2 separate regions of the Mus musculus genome follow, and region 2 is linked to region 1. Evidence: chromatin contacts called from public promoter capture Hi-C data. All regions are on one chromosome and are shown on one strand. The core of a region is the stretch at or near the end of the contact, and the rest is flanking DNA. Distances in the headings are between cores, read along the strand shown. Region 1 holds the start of Hdc (histidine decarboxylase). Region 2 holds the start of Blvra (biliverdin reductase A).

Region 1 (5,671 bases), core at 939-3,438:
GTGAGGCCTTTTTCTGCTAGGTAGGGTTTCTCTGAATCTATGCTCTCATGTCTGTGATCCATTCAAAATCTCCCACAGATATTCAAACTAGCCAGCCAAGAATGCCTCAACTCTGCCAAGGCCAGAAGAGGGTGTAAGATCCCCTGGAAATGAAATTACTCATGGTTGTGAGCTGCCACATGGATGCTGGAAGTCAAATCCAGATCCCGTGGAAGAGCAGCCAGTGCTCTTTACCACTGAGCTGTTTCTCCAGCTTAGTTTCTCAACTTCTTATTGGCAAAGCAACTTTTCTTTCCCTTCTGCTCCCCTCCCCTCTCCTCTTCCTTCCCCTCCCTCCCTTTCTCTCCCCTCCCTCCCCTTCCTTTCTCTTCCTTCCCTTCCCCCCCTCCCTCCTTCCCTACCTCCCACCTTTCTGTTTTTTGATTTTGTTTTGAGGCAGGGTTTCTCGGTGTAGCCGGGCTGTCCTGGGATTCACTTACACTGTAGACCAGGTTGGCCCCGAACTCAGAGATCTGCCTGCCTCAGCCTCCCAAGTCCTGGGAATTAAGTCAAGTGCCGCCGCCACCTGGCTCCTCTTCCCTTTCTTACGTGTGAAGTTTCTCCTATATACCATTCAAGCCCTGGCATATACCACCTGACCTCTGATTCAATCAATCCAATTATGACACTGAGTGGAGTTAGAGTCCAGACTGTGAGTTCAGCCTCTTTAGTCGGCTCCAACTTCAGCCACAGGTTCCCAGTAAGGAGTTTGCTACCTGTGCTTGCTACTATGTCTTTGTGGATTCCCACATCTTTCTTGGGTTTGATTAATTTGCTGGCGTGGCTCACAGAATTATAGCAAACATGATTACTTTTGATCGAGACAGATGTGATGACAGTTGGGTGAAGGGTGACACTTGGGGTGTGGAGCTGCCTTCTTTGGGTGCTTATCCTTCAGGTAGCCCTGCAAACATTTCAAATCTGCTCCAGAGGTACTTTTAAAAAAGGGAGATGGGAACTGGGGACCAAAGGCAAGGCCTCGGGCGGGCGTGCTAGGTGAGCGGTTTGCCACTGAGCCCCACCCTTGTTTAACCTTTAGCTCTTTCTCCCATTCTTCCCCCTGACCACCCCCCATGAAGTCTGTTGTGTAAGTACAGGTAATGCTTTAGACACTGTTTTTCTCAGATTGTGTTCAAGCTCTTGGGTGCAGGCATCCGCAGTCCAGAGCCTCTGAGGAACAAAGGGACCTCGATATAAAGAACAAAAAGCTCTTGGTATTCGGGAAAACTCCGAAGGATTTTTGTTGTTTTGTGGCAGTGTTGGGGTTCAGGACAAACACACCACCCCAGAATATGATTTCAGGAGAAACTGCCATCCCCGCCCCCACTAGTACGCTTCCTTTGTGTTATCTCGAGAAGCCCTGGACGTAGGAGGAGTTCTCAAAAGCTGTTCTTTCGTAAGAGATGGTCAGGAAGAAACGTTGATTAGGAAAAGTACTCGACTCAGGAAGAGGAGGGGTACAGATAACTGCTGTCACCAGAAAGATTTCCATCTGACAAAGTGGCAATTCTTCCCCCTTACGAATGTGTGTCCCGCACTCTGCTGCACCCAGGCTCCGCTCTGTTCTCCAGCTCTGCTTGCTGTAGAAGCGTCCATCCACTAAAGGGACTTCCAGATTTATTGGCACTGAACAGGTTTTTCCTCCGTTAGCTTAAACAGTAGTCGAGGCAAAGAACCCAGAACAAGTGCTATGTAGTAATGGATAAAAAGAATCCTTCATATCCTGTTGTTGATCTGTCCTGAGCTCAGCCTGGCTAGCTATGGGCTTCTCTGAGCCGGCTCTGCCCTCACCTCATAGAGAAGCCAGGGCAGGAGCAACTCCACCCTCTGTGCTACTTATTGTGAATGCCCTTGGCCTATTTCTGGCCTCTGAGCTAGGAGCTTTATTCAAGGCTGGGGCTCTATGGTCTGAATGCAGGGGCAGGGATGATAGAGGGCTCTTTTACCTTGTCTATCCAGAGCTGCTTGTAGGCTTGGGAGGCTAGGTGCCCCAACTGGTCTAAAAACACCATGTTCTCTGATTCTGTTGATCAAAGTTCAAATCAGAAAGGACGGGGACAAGAGAGGCTGAAATTAAGCCTGAAGGAAGGGACTTTATGGGGGCGGGGCTAAAGGAGGGGAATAGGGAACTCCTTAAATAAGAGATGCACTGGCTGCCAGGGAGTGCACAGCACAGACAAAGGCGACCAAGAAGCCCTGTTGACAGCTGCCTTCCAGCCTCCTCTGTCTGTCTGCCAGGAGGAGCAATCCAAGGGAGATGATGGAGCCCTGTGAATACCGTGAATACCGTGAATACTACCGAGCTAGAGGTGAGTGACAGGGTGGGTCTTCCCTGCTGTTGGAGGCAGGTGAGTGTTTGAGTTGCCTTGGGAGAGCCGGTTTGGCTTCAGTGGTGTTTCTCCTGAATTCTTGAACAGGATGTAGATCAGAGTTTTAACAGGTCCCTCATTCCCTGCCTCTCATGTGCCTACTTCTGTGATTGCTGCCTGTGTCTTGCATTTTGTTTCCTTCTACCTGCCCACAAAATAAACTATCTGTATTTGTGATCCACTCAATTGCCTTATGAAATAGGAAAAAAAAAAAAAAGACTTAAGCATTTGATAGCCCAAACTCTCTTAATATTCATTTCTCTGTGTAAAGTAGTTTATTCTTTTAGTGTTCATGTTTAAACGTTCGCCAAGTGCCCACTTGTATACCAGCTTGCAGGGAAAGCAAAGCCAGGTACCCTGTTTTCAGGCCTGGCTGTCCACAGGTAGGGAAGTGCTTAAAGGGGATTTGTAGGAAGATGAGGATGCATCCAACAAAGTGACTTGTGACATGATGAGTTTGGTTCTGCTTCTTCTGTTTAGTACGCATTAACTGAAATACACATCAACTTAAAATAAAGGTTCTTTTAGAAGCCTATGTGACAACAGAGAACTTTGAATGTCTTTGTAATTTTGTAATAGTCTCATCTCCACTAGAGGGGCCACAGTGTATGAAACTTCTTGGCTGTAAGTTAATATCTATCCTGCTTTAAATCTCTTTTCTCTCTTCTCCCCTATCAACCTTTGTAGGCAGACGCGTATTAGCGTATCATGTGGCTTTTCAACAGTGCACTTAGCTGAGAGTGTGGGTTCCTATCCTGCAGTGGGACACATTTTCCTATGAGACTGTCTGGGGATGAGTGCCAGCTCTCTCATGTCTACTGGGCACCACTCAGTGCTGGGTGCCCAAGGCTGTGGTGGGCTGAAGGAGTCAAGCTCTCTGGTGCCTCAGTTTGTCTAGGCCCAGTTCTGTGTGTAGGGACTTTGCAGAAGCTGAGGTAGAGGGAATAAATCAGGCTCCTTTTCTTCTCTGCTCCTTTGCTCCTTTGCAGGGAGAAGGGGAATGGGAAGGGTTTCTGGTTGCTCATAGTAGGTGCACATCTAGAGGGTGGGAGGCCATGAGAGAGAGCCCCTCTGAAGGGTCAAAGAACAACTGGCCTGCAGTGGCTTCACATGACTGCTTCCCTTTCTGACTAGTCTTCATTCTTTTGGTGCATCTATTTGAGTGTGGAAGCCGTGTGACAAGCCCTGAGTGCCAGCAGCAGGGAGCGGTGGGGCTCAGGTCTCTTGGGGTCCAGGTTGGTCACAAGCTCTTGGTTGGGCTCTTAGTTGTACTTTAAGTATGTCCCACGTACCTCAGAAATTTGTGTGTGTGTGTGTGTGTGTGTAAACTTATACTTTTCATCACACTCAGAAGATGTTGCCAATAGCCGGGCACGGTGACGCCTTTAATCCCAGCAGGTGGATTTCTGAGTTCGAGGCCAGCCTGGTCTACAAAGTGAGTGCCAGGACAGCCAGGGCTATACAGAGAAGCCCTGTCTCAAAAAACCAAAAAAAAAAAAAAAAAAAAAAAAAAAAAAAAAAAAAAGAAGAAGAAGAAGAAGAAGAAGATGTTGCCAAGTACCATAAAGGCAAGCGAGTGCTGATTTAATGGGTCTCATAAGATGTTTTCTCCTTTTAGGAGAACTGGATGTGGCAGCTTTCATCTCTGCTGACAAAGAACAGTGTGTGTGTGTGTGTGTGTGTGTGTGTGTGTGTGTGTGTGTGTGTGAATGTTTAACAATTTTAGGCTACAAAAAACAAAAACAAAAACAAAAACAAAAAACCAAAACCCACCAAGTCTCTACCGTGAGACTTTAAGGTAAAGAATTAAGAGCTGTTCTGTCTCTGAGAAGAGAACAATGGCTGAGTGGCCGTCCTGGCAGGTGAGGGAGAAGGAAAGATGGTTTCACATCGGTGCTAAGGTCTTTGTGCTTTGCAGGTTTTCCCCTATGCTCATGTGTTCTCTCAGGTGTTCTTCCCATCAGTCCCTCACACCCTTACTCTCAAGGACGCACTGGGGACCAGTTCTACCCCTGCCCATAAATCTAGCTCCTTTCACCAAGTCTGTTCAAGAGGGACAGGTGTGACTAGGCCAAGGAAATGTGACCCGGTTCCTCTGCTTCTGTCCAGGGAAAGAGATGGTGGATTACATCTCCCAGTACCTGAGCACTGTGCGGGAGAGGCAGGTGACTCCAAATGTGCAGCCTGGATACCTGCGAGCCCAGCTACCTGCGAGTGCTCCCGAGGAACCCGACAGCTGGGACAGCATCTTTGGGGACATTGAACGAGTCATCATGCCTGGGGTGAGACATTGCAACTGCAGGGGTGATCCCAGACTCCAGGGTACACAGGGAGGGATGCATCCTAAGAAACCCTTGCTTGACTCAGTGTGGCAGGGCAATGCGCCCCTCATCTCCCGACACCAGAGCCCATCTTCTGGGATGAGAGGGCTATGGCTTTGCCTGGAAGTGGGTTTCTTGTGCCAGTGCTGACCTGTAGTGCTGGTGGGGAGGAGTCAAGGCCAGAAGTGTGGTCCGGTAATAAGATACATAGAGACATGAAGATTGGTTTTAAGAAAAGGGACAACCGTGGAGAGCAAGGAGAGCAGAGATCAGAGACAGTGCCCACATTTCAATAGATAGGGCCAGGGACTTGCCTTTCCACTCTTTGAAGTCTTACCGAATGGATAGAATAAAACAGAGAATACAAGTCCCCAGGAGCACCCTAGCTGCCAGGCCTAGGTAGCTGCAAACCCGTCAGCCACTTTGTCCTCTGTGCCATTCTTACCAGGGAGGGCTGGGATGGAGTTGTTTCTTGGGGCCAGGAAAGAGCTTTTCTGGAATTACTAATATGTCCCAGGAGGAGAGAGCAGCCTGGGGTGACTGTGGCAGGAACAGATGCGCTGGCTGATATGCCAGACTTGAGCTGGAACTCACTGCCCTGGGCTATGAGGGCTCTCTTATCACCAGCATGAGTAATTCTGCTGGGGTGACTCTGCTAACATCATCCCGATTCCCTTCCCCACCCTACAGATGATGCACCAGCCCAAGATGAACTACTCCATTTAATCCTCCTAGAGATCCATTTGACAGGCAAGGAAACTGAGGCCCCAAGAAGTTGATTATGTTGGCCCAGGTCCTGTGTGGCAGATCCGGATTTCAGCCTGAGCCATCTCACCCCATAGGCTTTGTGTCCCCCACCCCACTCCACCCCACCCCACCCCCATACCTGGGTACCTCTACGGCAAGTGACTAGGCTCCCCACAACTGGGCCTGGCCCTGACA
Region 2 (5,020 bases), core at 1,740-4,239, 450 kb before region 1:
TTTAAACTGTACTTATCATAGCTTAAAATAGAGAGCATATCCATATTTAACGAAAAAAATTTTTTCATTCAACTCAATTTTAAAGCTTATTTGAATGAAATCCAGACATTCTGGGGTCCCATTCATGTTCTTATTTTATTTTATTGTATTTGTTTTGTGAAACAGGATTTCTCTGTATAGCCCTGACTATCCTGGAACTTGCTTTGTAGTTCAGGCTGGCCCCAATCTGCCTACCTCTCCCCCTCGAGTGCTGGGATTCAAGGTGTGCTTCACTGTGCCTGGCCCCCCATCCAAGTTCTTAGGCTTGTTCCAGGTCATGATCTCACTTCCCTATGCTACAACTACTTGGTCTGATAATTACAGGAAACCATGAGCCATTTGAACCAATCAGAACCTGCTGATCATACCAAGCAATTTTTCAAAAACAAGAGACCAAAAGAATCAAAACTTTTAAACAAGCAAAATATCTTTGGGTCTAACTTTTGCTTCTAACATTAAAAATCGTAATTATTACATTTTTATAGAGATCTCCAGTTAAGACCTGGAGAGATTGATCAGCAGTTAAAGGATATGCTAACATCCAAAACTCTAAGATCTACAGGTAACATGTTTTCATTAATAACAGCAGCCACACAACATGGTTCTGGACAGATGGCTCATCAGTTAAGAGCATTTGCTGTTCTTGCATAGGGTCAGAATTCAGTTCCCAGCTCCCATGTAAGGTGACTCACAGATGTCTGTAACTCCAACTACAGGGGATTTGTCACCTTGTATTGTCATCCTCAGGCATGTACATACATAAACACACACACACACACATACACACAAATAATGTTTTTTAAATTTTTTATTTACATTGGTGTTCTGCCTCCATGTATATCTGTGTGAGGGTGTCATGTCCCCTGGAACTGGAATTACAGACAGTCGTGAACTGACATGTGAGTGCTGAGATTTGAACCTGGGTCCTTTGGAAAAGCAGCCAGTCCTCTTAACTGCTGAGCCATCTCTCCAGCCTTAATATTATACACTTTACAAAGCAAACAGATATCAAATGCTTAGCCTATCTTTGAGAACCTCCAGACTGCAGGGACACAGAGACTGGCTCCTTTGGTAATGGTGTTTGGCCAACTAAGAATCACTGAATAGTGAAGAAAGGAAGACAGGATTACTTATGCCTCACCTGCACAGCTCTCCTAACAGTTCATCACCAAAGCTGCATTTGGCCACAGTTGCTACAGCCCTGAAGGAGGCATGGAAGGGCTCAGGCTCCTCTGCCATACCCCAGCCTTGCTCTGAGACCCCCTACACCTTCCAAGCACCTTCCAAGCACCGTCCATGCACCGCGGAGACAGCAGTCTGCTGATGTTCACTCCCGGTTGCCACCCTTCTCTCATGGATATCCTCAACTCTGCCCATTTTTCTACAATGCAGGCCAACAACAGTTCTTTCCTTTTATTCCGTTTTTCAGGATTTGTGTGTGAATTTTGTTTCTGAGGAAGGATTTCACTTTGTAGCCCAGGGAGGCACGAAACACACTCTGTGGCCTAGGCTGACCTCACACTCTCAGCAACTCTTCTGCCTCAACCTTGATTTATAACAAAACCTATGAAGTAAAACATAATAGCTATACAGATGTATATAATTTATATACATCAAAATAGCAACAATACTTGTCTCTGAGTACTAAGTTTCAGCAAAATTTGTTCCTTAGTTCTAAAAGTTCAAGTATAGTTAGCCACACATATTTCTCAGTTTTCTAGCCATCAAGAAGGCCCTTGACAATACTTTGTCTACCACGTGGCTTCAATATGTGCTACTCTGCAATGCAGAATGGAAGAAAGGGATCTGAATATTTATTAATACAACCTATTACAATAAAAATGAACTCTAGTTCAGTAAGAACTCAAATTATTCAGTAAGAACAATTTAAGAAATTCTTGGAAGTAATATAGAAACTTCATTAATTATGGGGGGAACTTTCCAGTGCTATAGTGTTTGCTTTGTGCATTGTGAGTGCTAATATTTATAAAATCTTAGGTTGAACATTCTGTGGCCTTACATAGCTATAGCTATCCTACCGAGCAAGCATGCTCTTTATCCCCACTTGTACAAATGAGGACACTGATACACCAAGAGGTTAGCTAGTATACCCCAAACCCATAACAGCTGTAAGATGCAAAACTGGAATTATGTAATGTTAAATAGAAAAATATCTGGATCCAAAACTGCACATAATGGGTTTCTCTGTATAGCCCTGGCTGTCCTGGAACTCACTCTGTAGATCAGCTTGGCCTTAACTCAGAGATCTGCCTGCCTCTGCCTCCCAAGTGCTAAAGACTAAAGGTGTGCGCCACCACCGCTGGCCTTTTAATTTCTGTTTTTAGTAGGACCTAAACTCAGCCTTATCTCTGAGTTCTTCAGATAAGCAAGCGACTTAAAATTCAACCCTCACAGGGTCTTCCAACACTCTTTCTTTCAGTTTTCAAAGAATAAAGTACAGCTAGGAGAGATTATAAAAGACACACCTGGCGCAAACTCTCAACCTCCAGAGTTCAAAGTCATCATTCTGGATATGACACTGTCAAACCGGGGGTAGGGGTGGGGGTGGGGGGCTCAGTCCCCCAGTCAGTGCACGATACACCTACCAGCCTCATCTAGGTAAGGCCGGAAACCATCAGCACTTTTAAACGAGATGGAGATTTAATTTCTTTACCATCTTTACTCGGGAATGCCGCTTCCTGAGAGGAGGCCCCCCCCCCCCCCGGTCCGGCCTGCGAAGGGCTCCGCAAAGAGAAGCTGGCGGCCAGGGCGCTCCGGGGTCCCGAAAGGATGGCGGGCACGCGGCCCCTATCGGCCTTGGCCTCCCGTCTCAGGGTCGTGCGCTCAGCCCCGCGCCCCTCCCGGCCAGAGCTCACCTTACCAGCGGCTCACGAGCTTCCGCTTCAGCGCGCCCAAATTGCAGCGTCCCAGCAGCTACAGACAGAGCGCTGCTAGGATTCGATTGGCTGTCCAGATGGTAGGCGGAGCCTTGACCGAGCAATTCCCGTGAGTCCCGCGGCCCATGCTGCTGAATGGGGAAAATTACGAGCTGCTGTGTTTTTGCACTTGTTTGGTGTGGTGTCGCTACTTTGTCAGCTCCCTTCGCGCCAAATGCAACTAGGGCTTTTTTTTTTTCCTGGGTATATTCGGGACCTTGTTTAGTTTTGCGGCTCAAACATAATTGATCTGACACAAAAACTTGTTCCTGTAAGGAGCGAGGATTCCAGAAAACCAGTGTTTGTAATTCCCTGTCTTCAGGGCTAGGAAACAGCATTTTCCCAGGAACAGCCTGGTCTCACCCTGGGAATGGCGAAAGAGTAGACGCACTGAGGGGAGAATCAGAGTGCTGTGCGAGGAAAGTGTACCAAGGGTAAGGGAGAAGAGGGAGGCATCTGAAGGACGCTTTGACCTGTAGGGCTGGAGTCTGTTCCAAGTCCACTGACATTTACCCTTTTTTATCCCTTGACAAAACTGATGAAACTAACAGGGTTGGTGGCGACGAAAAATCATCTTTGTTTCTCGTGAGATAAATGTCCTCACTCCAGACAAGGCATGGAGCACAATTACAAGCCTAACTTGGAGTCAGACCACTTCTTAACGTTTCCATCATCTGCCATCTGAGAAGTCAGAACTGACCCCTTCCTGATCACCCTGTAATCTTCCACCCATACAGCAGCCAGAGTGACCTTAAACATAATAGCAATTAGTTGGGTATGGTAGTGCATACCCTGTGGGCTGGGCAGCTCACGTCTTCCGTGAGTGACCAGGGGCTGGAGAAATAGCTCAGTGGTTAAGAGCTCTTGTTGTGCTGTAGAACCTGCAGAGCACCTGGGTTCAATTTCCTGCACTCACACGGCAGCTCACAACCATTTGTTCTTTAACTCTAGTTCCAGGGGAACCGATGGCTCTTCTGACCTCTGCTAGCACCAAGCACCTATGTATGAATAAGCCATATTTTTAAAAGTTAAAAACTAATAAGATAGTGAGGAAGAAACCTGATGTTGATCTCTGGCCTCTGAAACATGAACATTTACATGATTATATGTACAGCCACACAAACATGTGCATATAACACACATGCAAAAACAAACATACAGACTGAGCAAGTTGTATTTATATATTTAGAAACCTATCTATATACTGATTAAATAATTTTCATCTACTTAAATTATAAAGAACATACAGACCCCAAAAAGCACAGATGTTTTTATTATACATTCAATTAAAAAATTTCAATTTACACAGTCCAGTGCCAAAACAAAGTAAAAAAAAAATGCATCATTTATTACGTTGCTATTCACTTGCATTGTTCTCTCCTAAAGTTCTGACATAAGAAAACAGCTCAAAGACACATGAATAGGGTCAGTGCACTTCTTATGGCTTACCATGTGACAATGATCATGTTTAGCCATAGAAAATAAAAGAACCTACAGTTAAATGAAAATAAAATACTGTACTTTTATAAGTCAATTTGGAAGAGCTTAGCACGTCAGCCAACACTCCCCTGCAGAGCACATGCTGCGCTGGGCACACCTGTACACTGGCTCTCAGATGGCTCAGCTCCTCCCACAGCTTCTCTGTAGGGAAGGGTAAGACAGGCTCCTCTCATACCCTGAGTGGCCGCTCTTCTGCTGAGCGCCTGGGTGACTGCTAGGAGCCTGGCCACCTCCTTTCCGCTGCTCTCATGCTCTTCCTGTCCTCCTTTATCTGTCCCCAGCCTGGCTCTGCTGCCCTCCATTCTTGGTAATGGTGCCCGGCACACAGCACACAGCCATTCTTCCCCTAAGCGCTACCCTCATTGGCTGATTATAAAGTAAAGAGACTAGGTGTTATGGATGGCCCCACGCAAGAACTAGACCTAAAATTCTCCCTATTTTGTGATCAAAAAGGTTGACGATGCCTGATTCAGAATATAATGCAGTGAGTTTAGATAGAATATGTACTGGTCCAAAGTTTTAAAATATCTACTCTTTTCTATTAT

Evidence for each region. Promoter capture Hi-C pulls out the DNA fragments that hold promoters and counts their contacts.
Region 2: a promoter capture Hi-C map of liver shows a contact between it and region 1, with 2.4 times the contacts expected there. The contact joins the promoter of Blvra here to the promoter of Hdc in region 1.

The regions. Positions count from the first base shown.
Region 1 is chr2:126,615,195-126,620,865 of GRCm38.p6, reverse strand. Hdc (histidine decarboxylase) reads left to right here and starts at 2,188. Exons shown (of 12, transcript NM_008230.6): 1 at 2,188-2,348; 2 at 4,518-4,690. The coding sequence starts at 2,297.
Region 2 is chr2:127,068,626-127,073,645 of GRCm38.p6, reverse strand. It overlaps Blvra (biliverdin reductase A), which reads right to left and starts at 2,989. Exons shown (of 8, transcript NM_026678.4): 1 at 2,916-2,989. It overlaps Ap4e1 (adaptor-related protein complex AP-4, epsilon 1), which reads right to left. Exons shown (of 21, transcript NM_175550.3): 21 at 3,832-5,020.